2 separate regions of the Gossypium hirsutum genome follow, and region 1 is linked to region 2. The links are chromatin contacts, called in public Hi-C maps. All regions are on one chromosome and are shown on one strand. Each heading gives the region's core, a stretch centred on a gene start, on an enhancer-like site or on the middle of the called end of the contact. The rest is flanking DNA. Distances are from core to core; before and after follow the strand shown.

Region 1 (7,145 bases), core at 870-3,369, 190 kb before region 2:
GTTAAATGCTAAAATATAAAGGAAAACATGCTGGATGCCCAAAGAGATCGAAAAGGAGAAAGGAAAAAATCATCTAAAGCTTGATTTCTACTTTCAAAATCAAGGAAAGTACAAAAGGAAAAATTCCAAGAATTTGATAAGAGTAAAAATGAAGCATTATATTTACTTTGCAGAAACAAGGAAAGTAACAAGTGAAATTAACAACATAAATCATGCCTGATATTAAGATTTGCAAACAATATCAAGTTAATTAGATCTGATGGATGTATTTCCTATATTAATATTTTCTATTGTGTGAAACATGACATGCTAATGCAACTTTCTGTCAAAGTCAAGTTTCTTTTCTAGGAGTAAATTTATACCTTGCCCTGAACTTAAGCAAAAACAAGATTGCAGGAATTATAGACAACATAGTAATCAAGGACCATTACATGTACTTGTTCGTATTTGATTAAGGATCATACCGATATATCATTTTCTAGTTCTATGAGAAATTGTTGTAATGGTTCTAGTAAAATGTCTGCAGATCCACAACTGGGCATATGGTACAAAAATGAAAATAATATAGGCTTAACTTGATATCACAAAGAAAAATTTAGTAAATTTGTAACCTACTAGTTGTTAGAAAATGGATGTTAAAATTACATACGGACCAGATGTAAACTTTCTGAAACTTCCATTTACACTTTGCTCATGGGACGACACCAAATCACTTTGTTGAGAGCCTGAGTCAATTCATGCACTCATAAGATAATTCTGTGGCAATCTAGATGTCAAAGCACTGGTCGTAAAAAGGTGAGATTTTGGAGAAGTTTTATTGAGATTTCAGATTAGTTCTGAGGGGTTTAACTTGAGAGTACTTGCTCCACATCAGGCACACACAATCAGCAGTATGCATTAGAGATATTAGTTGAGGAATATGAGGTAAAAAAACAACAGTGATTTTGATGAGATGCCTTCAGGAGCAGACTTTTTTGTATTCTAAAAATAATGTCTCAGAGTAGAGAGAAAACTTCTGAACAGGCTTCTAATGGAAAATTTAGAAAGACCAACCAGGAGCTGAACATATCCTCAAGGAATTAGAATACAACATATAGAGAAATAAAAGGAAAATTCTTATAGAATCAATTATGTCACCATTAATGACAATGACTCATTACATGTTTGAGGTAAGCAATTCAACAGTAACACGAATTATTGCATACAATTCATAGTTCCCCATTGATATAAATATATATATATTTGTTTTGTGGAATTTAAGTGACAACAGGTGCATAAAACAATGGGAATAACCAATCTAATCTCGTATCAACAATATACACAAGTTCATTTCTAGCAAACAATTGAAGCAAACAAGAGTCCTTGGAGCCAAATGCTGCTCATTAGAAACTTTTATAACACATTTTTAACAATTAGAAAGCAATCAGTACATCAGACTCATAGTAATTCACTCCAATCGACCAAATTAGGTTGAAATACGGACAACATAACAAAATAAATCAAAGGAAAAGACAGACAAGAACCATACGCAGTAAAAAAAAAAAGCATATGAGAACAACTGATCTGTTGAATAATAAACAGCTAAAACCTAATATTTCCGTAATTAATTTATAACCCGCAAAAAGAGGAAGAGGTTAAGGGAGGCAAGATTGTGAAAGAAAAGACTCACCAAACTTCATAGTAAAATATTGAGCAGAGAATACGTGAAATGGAGAAATGTGAGATGCAATATCGTTGGAGAGTCAAAAGCTCGCATTATTCAGTGCAAATGCGGCAATGTGAGACTGTGATCATTCGAACCATTAAGCATAAAAAGGAAAAAGAAAAAAACATAATGTGGAGCAATAATGAGTAATGAGAGCGAGATCTTGATGCTTTCCTTCCGCCATAAAACATTTTTCAACCAAAAAAAATAAAATGGGTGTTTTATACTTTGCAATAAGTGATTGTGAAGATGGAGATAATACCTAAAAGGATTTGAAAATGTTAAAGACCAAAAGAGAAAATGAAACTGGAACTGGAACTGGAACTGGGACATGAAATAGCAAAGAACATACAAGAAGACAAGAAATATTCCGAGCAGGCTCATAGAGAGGGAAAAAGAAAAAAAGAAAAGAAAAAAGCTCAGGAATGACAGAGTATTACTGGTTCATGTTTGCTGTCCCCACTCATCCAATTGACTGCTGGGTCCCACTCACGTGATTTTTTTCATGCTTCAATTCCTATGCTGCTGCTCTCTTTCTCGAAAAGAATTATTATATTTGCATGCGCTTCAAAGTAAATAAATGAGTCTAAATTAGACAATCCGTCTCAAAAGTCAGAGTGCTTTAATAAGAATATAAATCCGAAAAACAGTTCAACAAAGAAAAAAAAGTTTATTTAAAAATTGGTTTGAATTTTGGGTAAAGTTTTTTAATTAGAGTTTGGTCCCGAATATGTAAAAAATTTATTTTCTTGTTGGTTTTCCACTATTTTGTTGTCATATTTCATTATTATGTTGCTTTTATTTTGTTATTATTGTTTAGATATTGTATAACTCTTGTTTTATTATTAATTTTGTTACTCTTTATAGGCATTTACTTGTTAATTTGCACCTATTTTAGTATTATTTAAGTATAAAATTGCACCTACCTTGTGTGAAATTGGCATTGTAGGTCAAAACATATGATGGCATAGTGAGGAACACAAAGTGGCTTGGAAGATTGGACAAGAAGAACCCTTGTCGCGGCAATGAGTCTACTGACTTGGTCATAGAGACCTCGTGTCTGGCATTGTCGAGACCATGAAAACAACCTTGTCGCGACAAGATGCCCACTGACTTGGCTATGAAGTTTGGAGGATCCATGTCTTGTTGCGACCACAAAAAACACCTTAATGTGACACTGCCCTCTTTGTTTAAAGACATGAAATAGGCCATCATTGTCGCGACAACAAGCTTGACATTGTCCCGACAAGACCATTATAACTGTAAGATCTAAAGCGGTTACTAAGGGTAATTTCAGGAAATTTTGACACGACCATTGACTTTTTGAGCTTTAATTTAATTTCAAATTAAGGGGAAAATGTAATTGAACTATTTTTAAATCATTAATATAAATGTTACTCCTCATAATAGCTGAAAAAATAGGAGGAAAGATTAGATAGAACAAAAAATTTGATTTGTTGAAGTGTTTTCTCTGCATTTCCTATTTCTTTTATAATTTCATTTCCCTAGTTTCCATTTATAAACCCTTGCATTTTACTATAAGTTCTGATGGGCAACGGGATTGGAATAGAGATCAACTTCAATGGAGATCAATGAGAGATGATTCTTCTTCTTGAATGAGTAGATCTAAACTCAATTTGACTTTCCTTTAATTCAATTTCATAAATATGATATGGAAATCATTTTTATTGATGTGCGTAATATGATTATGGGTTGAACTCTTCATGTGATTGGTTGTTTAGATTGTTGTTAATGTTTACTTTTACATGAATTTGGTATTAATGCTATGTATAAATGATTTGATATGCTTAATAATTTAGGTTTGACAAATCTATGTGGAAATTATAGATAGATGAGACCAGAATGAGAGTTTATCGTGTAGAACCAAATTAGTTGAGCCAAATGTCAACCACTGAGAGGTGCGACAACTAACTGAGTGAGACTGAATGGATAGCTCGAGGGCTTTCCGTTAGTTGATTTAGACCAAGTGGAGATACTGGTTAGAAGGAAAACATAGCATTACTATCATTTTAGTGTGAAGCCATTAGCTACAAGAGGAACAATTGATCAATGCTTAAAATCTCATTAGAAATCACTAATTTGAGTAAATCTTAGTTATATTTCCTAGTAATCAACATTAGAAATTTAAAAGACAACAAGCATATGCAAGAAAAGATAAGAGTGGTGATAAATTTCTAAAGCAAAGATCAATAATGGAATCCCCAAAAGTCACCATCAATCAACATCAATGCTAATAACTTATCTATTAATGGAGATGTAAGATGGAAGGATAACACATTGGGGAAAGTAGTCGAGAAGAGAATCACTCTTTTGGTTTTTGAGAAAAATCACAAATGGCAAAAGGGAAGATAAAATGAGATAACCTTGTTTCAAATGAGAAAAGAATAAAAGAAAAGGAAGGAAAATAAAAAGAAACGATTGAGATAATAAAAAGAAAATTAAAAGAAACTTTTTTAATTGGCTCCAAACTGCGGCGCTACAAGAAATTTAAATTTTGAACACAACATCGCAATGGTGTCCCCTTTCACATATTAAAAATGCAATATCCAAGGCACGGGCAATCCATTATGTCATGTCATCAAAACAAAAAGCCACGATGTTATACCCCTTCAAGTTGCGACTTAACCCATTATTTGAAATGTGCCCTCACTAGCATGTCACGACCTCATGCCCCCAAGTCATAGTATTGTGGCGTGGCATCTGGTTGGCCGATTTTGATCTGTCTTGCTTTACTCATCCTTATTGGGTACCTATAATAGAAAATTAACAAATACAACATATAGAATAATAGAAAATAAAATGAAAACAATTAAAATAAAAGAACGAAGAAGGAAATTATGCAAATCCTACATAACTGAGTGATCAATGTCACCACTATAGAAAAACTTCTAATCGATACTTGAAAATTTGTGTTTTTTCTTCATTCGAAAACAAGGATCAGACTATTTGATCAAACACATCGTCCAGTTCTTATTTTCAATCTTCGAGACATCTACATCACGAGCCATTTGACACCAAAGTCTAACCAAGTCCACAAGTTATTCTGGGGTGCTATAGCATTGAGAATAATGAACTCCGCCTCATGGAAAAAATTAACTACCCAAGCTTTATTTCCCCCTTCCAATGGAAAGCATACATGGTCAAGAACAACATTACTTGGCTTTTGTGCCTAGATTTAACACCTACTTACCCGGATTAATCCAATAACCCGAGCAAGTGATGCTACATTTGGATTACGAGTCAATTTAATTCACATTCCATTTATACACATTATTACTATTTTAAACTCTTTTGAGGAATCTCGATGTTGGGTAAGGGTGTTCATAGTTTGGTTAAAACCGAATCAACTGATCGAACCGACCTAATTTGGTTAATCGATTGGTGGCCAAATTTAGTTCGGTTAGAGGTTGCTTAATGAGTTTTTGAAATTTCAGCTATCGGTTAATTTGGTTTGAAATTAAGTAATTAACCGAATTAACTAAAATAAATAATATATTATATAATATAATTTTTTTATTAGCAATGTATTTTTTATATGTTTTATACTTATTTTAACCAAAAGACAAAAACATATAAATTTTGGTTAACTGGTCAAATTAACAGAAATATTTTGATTCGGTTAATGTATTTGAAAAAAAATTCGGTTCGGTTAACATTTAAAGATTTTTACATTTGAGGTAATTCGGTTAATAGTAATTTAGTTGCATTATTAACTGAACCAACCATTTGAACACCCCTAATGTTGGGTGATATGTCGTATTTATATATGTTAATTAAGTTCTTTAAACACTTGAAGAGTTTATTCTCAAGTATTTAATAGTGCTTTTTATTACAATTTTGTACTTATTAGATTTCATGTTTAGTTTTAGTTTTTATTGCATTTTTATATATATATTTTTTTGGAATAAAATGGCAAGTTTTTGCCATTAGGATCTTAACCTTTAAACTGAGCTTGTTTCAGGCACTTGGTTAGTGTGAAAATGGGTAGAAAGGCCTAAACTAGAATCAAGGTCGTGACATCAAGTTGTTGATGTCACAACACCAATGCCTTCACCATCAATCAAAGAGTTGGAATTAAACAAAATGCACAATCGAGGGAACTCCTTCCAAATTCGTAACATAAAGGGCATGATGTCGCGGCACCAACCTTTTGTTGTTACAACACTGATCTAGCAATTTGCAACATCGATCACAGTCTCCAAAGTTAAAGAAGTCGTGTCACCTGAGGGCAATGTCGCTACACCAAAAAGGTTCTTGTTATGAAACTGAAGATCAAAACACCAAGGGAGTAGTCTGCTGAGGATGTCACGACACCAACTCTGACAAGGAAAAAAATATGAAGGGCAATTTTCAATCCAACAAAGCTTAAGTCAAGTGTTAAGTGAGGATAAAATTGTCAATTAGAAGTCAATTTGTGCCGGACTATAAAAGATACTTCATGACACATTTTTGGGAGAATTTTTATAGATTCTTAGCACTAGCTCTTTTAGGTTAGATTTTAGAAAATACTATTTTAGAATAATTTGCACTTTTACCCTTCTTAGAAAAAAGAATAGGGACATTGTTGTATCTATTGCAATTGTTGTAATATTTCAATAGATTTTCCATAGTTTCTTTATCCGATTTCACATTTGTCAATTGAGCTATCAATATTCGTGGATTCAAAGCATTATCCTTCTATCAATTAAAGGGTTTCATCAATTTTATTGAGCATTTCTAAACCTTACCTATTTTTTGTTATTTTCTTGGTTGATTTGGCATGAAATTGATTGGTTTGATTCAATCAATTATAGGTATGAACTAATTTTGTTTGTGGTTGATAATTGAAGTGTTAATCGATTAATTTAAGGTTTAGGGACTAGATCATAAATTTGGACTAAATCAAATGAAATTGATAACCTAGAATTGACGATTCTAAGGAATTATCTAAATAGGTGAGACCGAGAGGAGATCCTATTGAGCACTAATTCGATTAGCCTGATTTAATTTGGTAAGGTCGAGAGATTAACTCGATTAAATTTCTTAATTAGGCAAAATGGTGACTGAGAGGTAAAATTGGACCAATTAGAAAAATTAGATGTTCTAGATCCTTAAGTTAAGAATTAATTGTTTACATGGATATTAGTCAACCATATTGTTTGCTTATTTGGTAATTTTTTGAAATTGGTTTAATTGCAAATTAGTCTTAATTTATATTTTAGCATAATTTACTCATTTATGTTTTGCCTTATTATGGTATTTAGAAATTAACTAGCTACACTTCCTTGTTGCATGCTTGGTCGTTGTTGTTCAATTTTGTCACCCAGTCTTCTTTGGGTTCGATCCTCAGAATACTCAATCTTCTATTGTAAACACTAGAAATATTACAACTGATTTGTGACACTTATAGTCAAAGCAGTATTTCAATTTTTATATCTTT
Region 2 (7,606 bases), core at 1,697-4,196:
AAACCTCATCCAAGTCCAACACACAAAATAACCTACAAAAACAGTAGGGGAGAAATATTCCATTTGATAATGATTTTCCCCCAAAAATTAAGGGTTGCAGGGGATCATTTACTCCATTAATGCATCACTCACAACTCCATACAATATTTGATCCCCTCAAATACATGCATATCAGAAATATTCCCTTGAAGTCTTCAAATGTTATTCTTATAGAATTACTGCTAGATGAATTGACCATCTTTGGCCAAGAATTAAGCTTTCATTAACTCTTTTCAACAAAAAAACCTTACAGCTAACAGATCTTCACAATCCCCAAACAATTCCAAAGAGAGGAAAAGGACTTAAGCACATCAAAAGCAAAACGTGAAAGACTTAAAACAATCAACCTTTGTAGATTGCCAGAAACATTTGCTATATCAGACAAACACAAAGCATATATCAAAAAGTAAAGAGCTATTTGGTCATCACATTTCATAATTTGCCCACACCAATATCAACCAAAATTTCAGAGATGACCTAGAAACTCTGACCATTTTTGCAAGGTGAGAAACAATAAACAATTACCAAACAAATGGGCATTTTGATGCAGCGAAATTCACAAAACAGCATACATCATCCATCAAAGGAAGCAAACAACAAGAAAGCTTCTTTTATTGTTGTTGACAAGAAAGCATTAACTCTAATATCTTATTAAAAAAATTCCTATTTCAGTATATTATTTTTCATCCATTGTAAATAACTAACTTCTTTTTGTAAGATTCGCATATTAGCCATGCTCTAAAAAATGATCTGAACCTCAGCATCAGAGATTCTTAGCCCCAATATAATCAAACCAATAACTGATGCAGAATATAGCAAGGATACATCTGAGGTCATCTTCATAGCTTTCAGAAACAATCACATAAAAGACCCAAGGTTAAAGAAATGTTACAGCACCTTCAAAATGAAACCAACAACTTATTCAAGAGTAGATGAACTGGGTACAGGCAAAATACAACACTAACTGAAGCGTAATGACAAATAATACTATAAAATCATGATAATTTGAAATTTCTCTTAAAATTATTGTGGAACACGGCACTGAACAAAGTTGTTTCAATCACTCACCGCGAAATACATGCCTAAATTTCCATTCATTTTCATGAAGATCCCTGGCAACTAACTCTTGAGCTGGAGGTTGCAGGGAGTAATCCTGAAGGCACAACAGAATTAAAAGGGAGAGAAAGAAAGATAATGACTCAAACTAATTCAATTAAAACCAGATGCTAGTGAACTGAATTGCTTGTAACCTACTAAAACATACAAGAGGAGGAAAGACTTTTTCAGCAGCCCGACGAGGCACAGAAAATCCTCCATGAGTGCTTGTGTCACTTGCCGTCAGTGTTTTGCAAAAATAATTGGTTGGTTGTTTACTCGGAGTACCCAGTTCAGCAGGCAGGAGGAACACATTCTTTTGCTCTTGCTACAATAATGCTTTCAAGTCAAGAAGTGCCAAATTAAAAGACTATCAAGCACAAAACCTTGAAACAAGGTCAAGTTCCCATACCGGGCTCAGTGGCTGCAAGGTCATTTGAGCATACACTTCATCTGTTTCTACATCTGCCTGTATTTGAATAAATGCCTTTGTAAGCAACCAACTAAACATTCCATAAACAGAAAGTGGTTAACTGAGCATTTAACTTACATGCATGGTCACATTGTGAAGCTGACAGATAAGCTGAGGGGGTAAGCTCGGATAGTTCGGTATGTGAGCATCTACTTCCTTGTTGGTTGAAGCAGCAACCTGCAGAGGGAGCCATAAACACCAAAAGCTCGCAGAAATATTAGAAACGAAGCATACAGTTCCTCATAGAGTGCTCTAATCTTTTAGGAGCTTCATTAGTTCACTCACCACTTCATGCATCAACAAGTAGACAATAATGAAGATATTCAATACTGAAATGGCTGGTTCAAGGAAGTTCTATTACTACATGTAGCCAAAAAAGTTCCGACATCCTTACATAGCATCTTAAAATTCTAAGTTCTCCCTAAAACTTAAGCTTATTGAACTATTTTCTTGAGCAGAAATGGAGAAATAGAACCAAATCTGAAAGAAAGCATGAGAAATAAGACAGGTACAGTTACCTGTTCACTATGACCTTGGGGAAAATATACAACACGGCTTCCAACAGGCGGCAGGGACACCAGAGGACCCGCACATGCATGCCAAAGTTCAGAATTCAAACATTTCTTCTCCCCTGTACAAAAATCTTTCACTACTTTATAATTTCGAAAAAATTATAACTTAGGGCAGCTTTATACTTCAAGAAAAATACTAAAAGAAATTTTTTTTTTAAAAGCTAAAAACAGTTACCTTCCTCAGTTTGCTGATTAAACCCTGATGAAGAGAGTCTCATTCTTCCAATATTTAAAAAAGAAAAAAGTTGTTCGTTCTCTAAAGAAAACCGAAGAAAAGTGCGGTTGAAATGGAAAATACACCTAGCCCTTGTTATTAAAGTATATTCAGGGGTCGTGCAACAGCCATAACTTCTAAGGAAAAAGAGAACTTACCCACCCCCACCCCCTTTCTCCACCAGACTCCTCTCAACTTAAGTTAAAATCAACATCCAAAAAATACGGGGAACAACCTTTTACTCAGAAGGGGTTCATGAAGCTCAGATCTTGCTTCTTTTCACATTCAAAATCATCCAAAGTTTCCAAAGCAAAACAAAACCCTAGCTTTCTTCTTCACTCAGATCTCCACATTTTGAAGCTTTTTTTCCCACAGTAGAATACTATCTCAACCCACCCGAAGTGTACCTCTGCCCCGCACCTGATTACTGGAGCTGCTCAGTTGAGTTAGAAAACTAGAAAATGACACTTTTTAATTACTTTACTTTTTGGAGCTCTTTTTAGAGAGAGGGCTGAAGACTTGGACAGCAGCCGGAAAGAGTGAGAAAGAAACTATACATATTAAAATCCGCTATCATTTATAGTCAGGGCGGCTACCATTCTTTATTTATTGTTTTACAAATTTCTTATATTAATATATTATTTTTATAAATAGTTTTACAATTGTTTATGTTATAAAATAGTAATAATAATGCAAAAAAAAAAGTTATTGCATTTCTTTATTTTCTATCATTATTACAAATAATATACTCATGTATATATACAAAAATTAGACTCCTTATTTTTTAATACATAAATACAAGAAGATGAAAGGTGAAGAGTTAGTGAAGAGTTAAAAAGAAATATGAAAGCTTAAATATCTACGTGATAACATTCATAACATTCCCACTTGGATGTTGATTATATAAGGATATGCCTCATTAAAAACCTTAATAGAAAAAACTTTCTAGGACAAAAACCTAATGAAGGAAAAAAGAGTACATAATCTTTTAATACACAACTTGTCACAACCTTAAAAGAAAAAATATAATGCGAATTTACTCCCCCTTAATAAGCATCACTTAAGATTTTTGAAACAACACAATCCAATGCTGAAAATTAACTTCTCAAGTCTAGCGGTAGGGAGTGCCCAATTAAATTCTCGATTATTCTTTGCATTGGGTGAGGGGTGTTACAACAGTGCATATTTTGCTCCCCTTATTTGAACATCATTTTATAACTCAATATTGAGTCCTTCAATATTATTTATCAATAATAAATCATCAACATATACAATAAATTTTGTTGATGCATATCAATATAGCAATAAAATTCAATTTCATTCTCATGCTTTAGATGTCGCCAACAACTTTATAAAGCATGATATATTGTATCATTCACTATTACCAATACAATGAGTGCATTGAGCACATAAAGAAATGGCACTTCAGGACCATCATTTTATAACATTATTGTTTGACCATCTGTATTCCTTTTTAATATCTCCAATTTACATGAAAAATTAACCTAATTAATTTTGATTATATAAATATTATTGGATACTCAATAGCAATTCTTTATAATATCATTGTGTACAATCTGTCCTCATTGAACACTTGATCTTCATGTCGTGACAATGGTTGAATAAGTATTTCTCTTGAAAATTCGTCAGAAACTCCAATGGTTTTCTCATGAAACTCAAGTTTTATGCTTCATGCATCAATATATCAAATCATTTATATCAGTTGAATACAAATTCACTAGACATAAATAAATAAGTTTATTTGGTTTTTGCATTTACCACAAATTAATCATTTTTCATAACCAAAACCAAGTGTCTTGTGGACGTTCTTATTACAAGTCAATTCTATATATTATGACTTGTATTTTTTTTCACTATTATGCTAACATATACTCCCATTGGCTTTACACCTTTCGGGTGTTTGGACTTCTTGTCCAAGATATATTTCATAAGTTATAATAGAAGCGTTTATTTATTTTTGATGACTTGTTCTCATCTCAATGCTTTCAAACACATTTTTATTCAAAATCCTCATTTCTCTATAATATTGAAGTATTCTCTTTATATTATCATTGTCGACAATAGTTTCCTTTTTGTCAGCTCCATTATATTTAGTTATGACATAACAGGTTAGGATATCCCATTATATTCATAATTTCATGTATCTAAACTTCTTCTGGGGTTTTATCGCAAGTTATGCCTTGGGTCTCTTCATAAGTACCCGCCTCCTCTAGCATATGACCATCTTAATTTTTTTTTCTTTTCTTTTAATAATTTTTCGTTTTATGGAATCGACTAGTTTGTCATGTTTCTAGCATGCCTAAGACTTATTTTTATCACATTGTCCTTTTGGGACATAATTATTTGGAGCATTTTAGCTGGTATATGTATCAACTAGTATATGCAATCTCTAAATGTCATCAGTAAACATATCTGGTAAATAATTTATCATTCAAACTTTGTGCACATAATATTAGTGAGGATCACAAAAAAAATGACATAACTATTTAACCAATTTGCCTTCCCTCAATACTAAGAAATTTTGTAACATGACAATACTTTTTCAAAATTATAAATATATCTCCCTTCAACTTTTTTAAATCTAATGAAAATTCTAAATTTTATCAACTTCATACTTGATGATCCATCTTAGTGCGTTATGGTGGAACATAAAATAGATATTGCACATTCAAATATTCTTAGATGAAATCTATTAGTTTATGAATCAAAATCAATTCTCATGAGACAAATATTTCTTACATGTTGGCCTTGATGCAAATAATACATGCTTATTGTAAAGCTATTCTTATATTAATAGTTAAGCAATTAAATGGAGGCATAGTTTTGCTAACCATTAAGTATAACATCTATAGGCATAGACAACTTAATATTATCCCATATAAAACTACGAAAATCAAGCTTGGGATATAGTGCACCAGCATTGGTAGCATAAATTGCATACTATATAGATTGTGCACAATCAAATTATTTCAAGAAATAATATTTCAAACTTCAGGTTGCACACATGTGATACATGAGCTCATATATTATTTGGTTATCATCTAAAACGGCAATCGACCTCTTACTTTAGCTGGTGTTAGTTCAATATATTGTCAAAATAACTAGTATTTATGAAAATTATTAAAATACAACTTCTAATTCTTCAATAAGATCATATAAATTTTCATCAAATTGTTTTGCATCATCATTGACTCGGGATGGTCTAATCGTTCATACCAACACTATGAACTTCTTTTCACTATCTCATATGTCAATCATATACGTGTAATGTATTCCTTCGAGGAATATTTATCATATAAAAATAAGAGTATCTCATGTCATTTCTGATAAGATCCGCCTCGGTGTTGAGTCGAGTCGTATTTGTGTTGCCCGATCGTCTACGATGAAGTAAGGAACCAATGAATGGCTAACAAATAAGTTTGATAATATAGGCTCAATATCGTTTTATAATAACAAAGGTTAAGGGAAAATGGATAAAATGGAAGTGTTCGGGTTGATAAAATGAAAAAGATAAAACGGCTCAGGAAACAAGTAAGAACCAACACTATTAAGTGTTAACCCAACGCTTATACGTTTAATGAGTTGGATAGGAAATTCAATCAAAACCTCGACCCACTATCTAGAAAGATAGGAACCTCGGTATAGGGTTTGAACGCCACACTTATTTAAGTGATAAGTTCAGGATAAAACAAAGAACGGGTTGATGCCACTAGCTTTGTAGATAAGCCAACAAGTCTTTGAACAAAATTGGAGAAAAGTAATTCTCTCGAAATGAACAGAGTTTCATTCAAAATTCATCAAAAAGTATCCTTTACAAAAAATCTGAATTCACCTATTTATAGTGCTAAAATAGGGTAGCCAAATAGTCACAAACATTCACTTAATGTGCTAATTAAGAAAAACTGATTTACAGATCAAGACTCTTGGTATTCTTGAAACAAATAACTTCTTCATTGAATTCTCTTCAATTCAGCTGAATGAATGTTCATGAAAGCTTGAAATTGACTCTTGAGCTGTCCCATGGCTATCCGAATAGACATCATCTCCTTAATGAGGATTTGAATGCTTAATTTATTCTTTTAAAAAAAAGAACAAAACAACAGGTAGCTTAAAGGGTTGCTGCCAAATTTAAGGAGTATAAAATGCTCTTTAGAACGTCCTTCAATGGTGTGTTAACCCCCTTTGTAACAGTACTTCATTTGTGTTCAGTTAGCACTTGAAAGGTCAATTCTTTTAAGTTTGTAATAGCTTTGAAATGTAACGGTTGTGAACTGAAGAAACTCCTGCAATTAAAACATTAAAATGAACTTATTAAGCACATTAAACACTAATTAAACATATCAACAATAATGACTTAACTTAAATAAATGAACTAAACTCATGCATTTATTATTCCAACAACTAGTTAATTTAAAGAAACATAATTAAATAAACTTAACTCATGCTTCAATAAATAATCCTAGTAACTAGATTAATTAAGAGCAACACTTATTAAATAAAGTCCAACAAAAAAAACACTTATTAATTAAACTAAGATGAGTTGAATAAATGTCCAGCAACTCATTTATTTAACTAAAGATGAGTTTATTAAAATTTCAGTTCAACTTGCAATAAATTGCAAGTGACGCCTATTGGGTTACTCCTTTCATGATGAATAGAATCGGCTTCTTGTTCACTCTAAACTCGATCCACATAGCTTGCCAAAGCTTCTTTAAAATTCTTAGCTCGTTATAGGTCCTTGTGGCAGCTCAATAAAAACATCCCGGGCTGTGATCGTATCAATTTCTATCCATGATTTTAATGTAAATCACATAAAGACTACCTTCAGCATATATCTTTTTTATCTAAAAATAATAATTATATATTTTACAAAATTTTGCATAAGGAGGTGCAAAATTAGCTCTTTTAGAGCTTTGACAATCTAATGAAATATTAATTAGTTCTTCAGGAGCATGTAATAAAATATTGTTTTATCATATAACATTAGTAAATGTGTAACACCCCAAACCCAGCCTAGACGTTATGGACGTATCTGGTGTGTCACATTGAAGCGTCTCTCAAAATTTAGACTTGTTGACAAAACTCGTTACTTAAGTTTGGAAACCTCTTTAGTAATGTTTATCGGAACACTTAACCAAATGTTTGCCTTATTAACCGTTATTATTATATTAAGTTGATTTAAAACGTGGAAGC

What was found. Hi-C and Micro-C count contacts between places; a contact is called where the count stands out from the background.
Region 1: a Hi-C map of leaf shows a contact between it and region 2, with 1.7 times the contacts expected there. The contact joins the promoter of LOC107945444 here to the promoter of LOC107945439 in region 2. A contact is called at or near these places in 6 of 34 Hi-C or Micro-C datasets (all in leaf).

Annotation. Positions count from the first base shown.
Region 1 is chrD12:15,797,747-15,804,891 of Gossypium_hirsutum_v2.1, reverse strand. It overlaps LOC107945444, which reads right to left and starts at 2,119. Exons shown (of 4, transcript XM_016879460.2): 1 at 1,968-2,119; 2 at 1,670-1,784. The coding sequence starts at 1,679.
Region 2 is chrD12:15,611,924-15,619,529 of Gossypium_hirsutum_v2.1, reverse strand. LOC107945439 (auxin response factor 6) reads right to left here and starts at 2,946. Exons shown (of 14, transcript XM_016879451.2): 1 at 2,354-2,946; 2 at 2,125-2,237; 3 at 1,685-1,783; 4 at 1,547-1,603; 5 at 1,304-1,462; 6 at 1,108-1,192. The coding sequence starts at 2,396.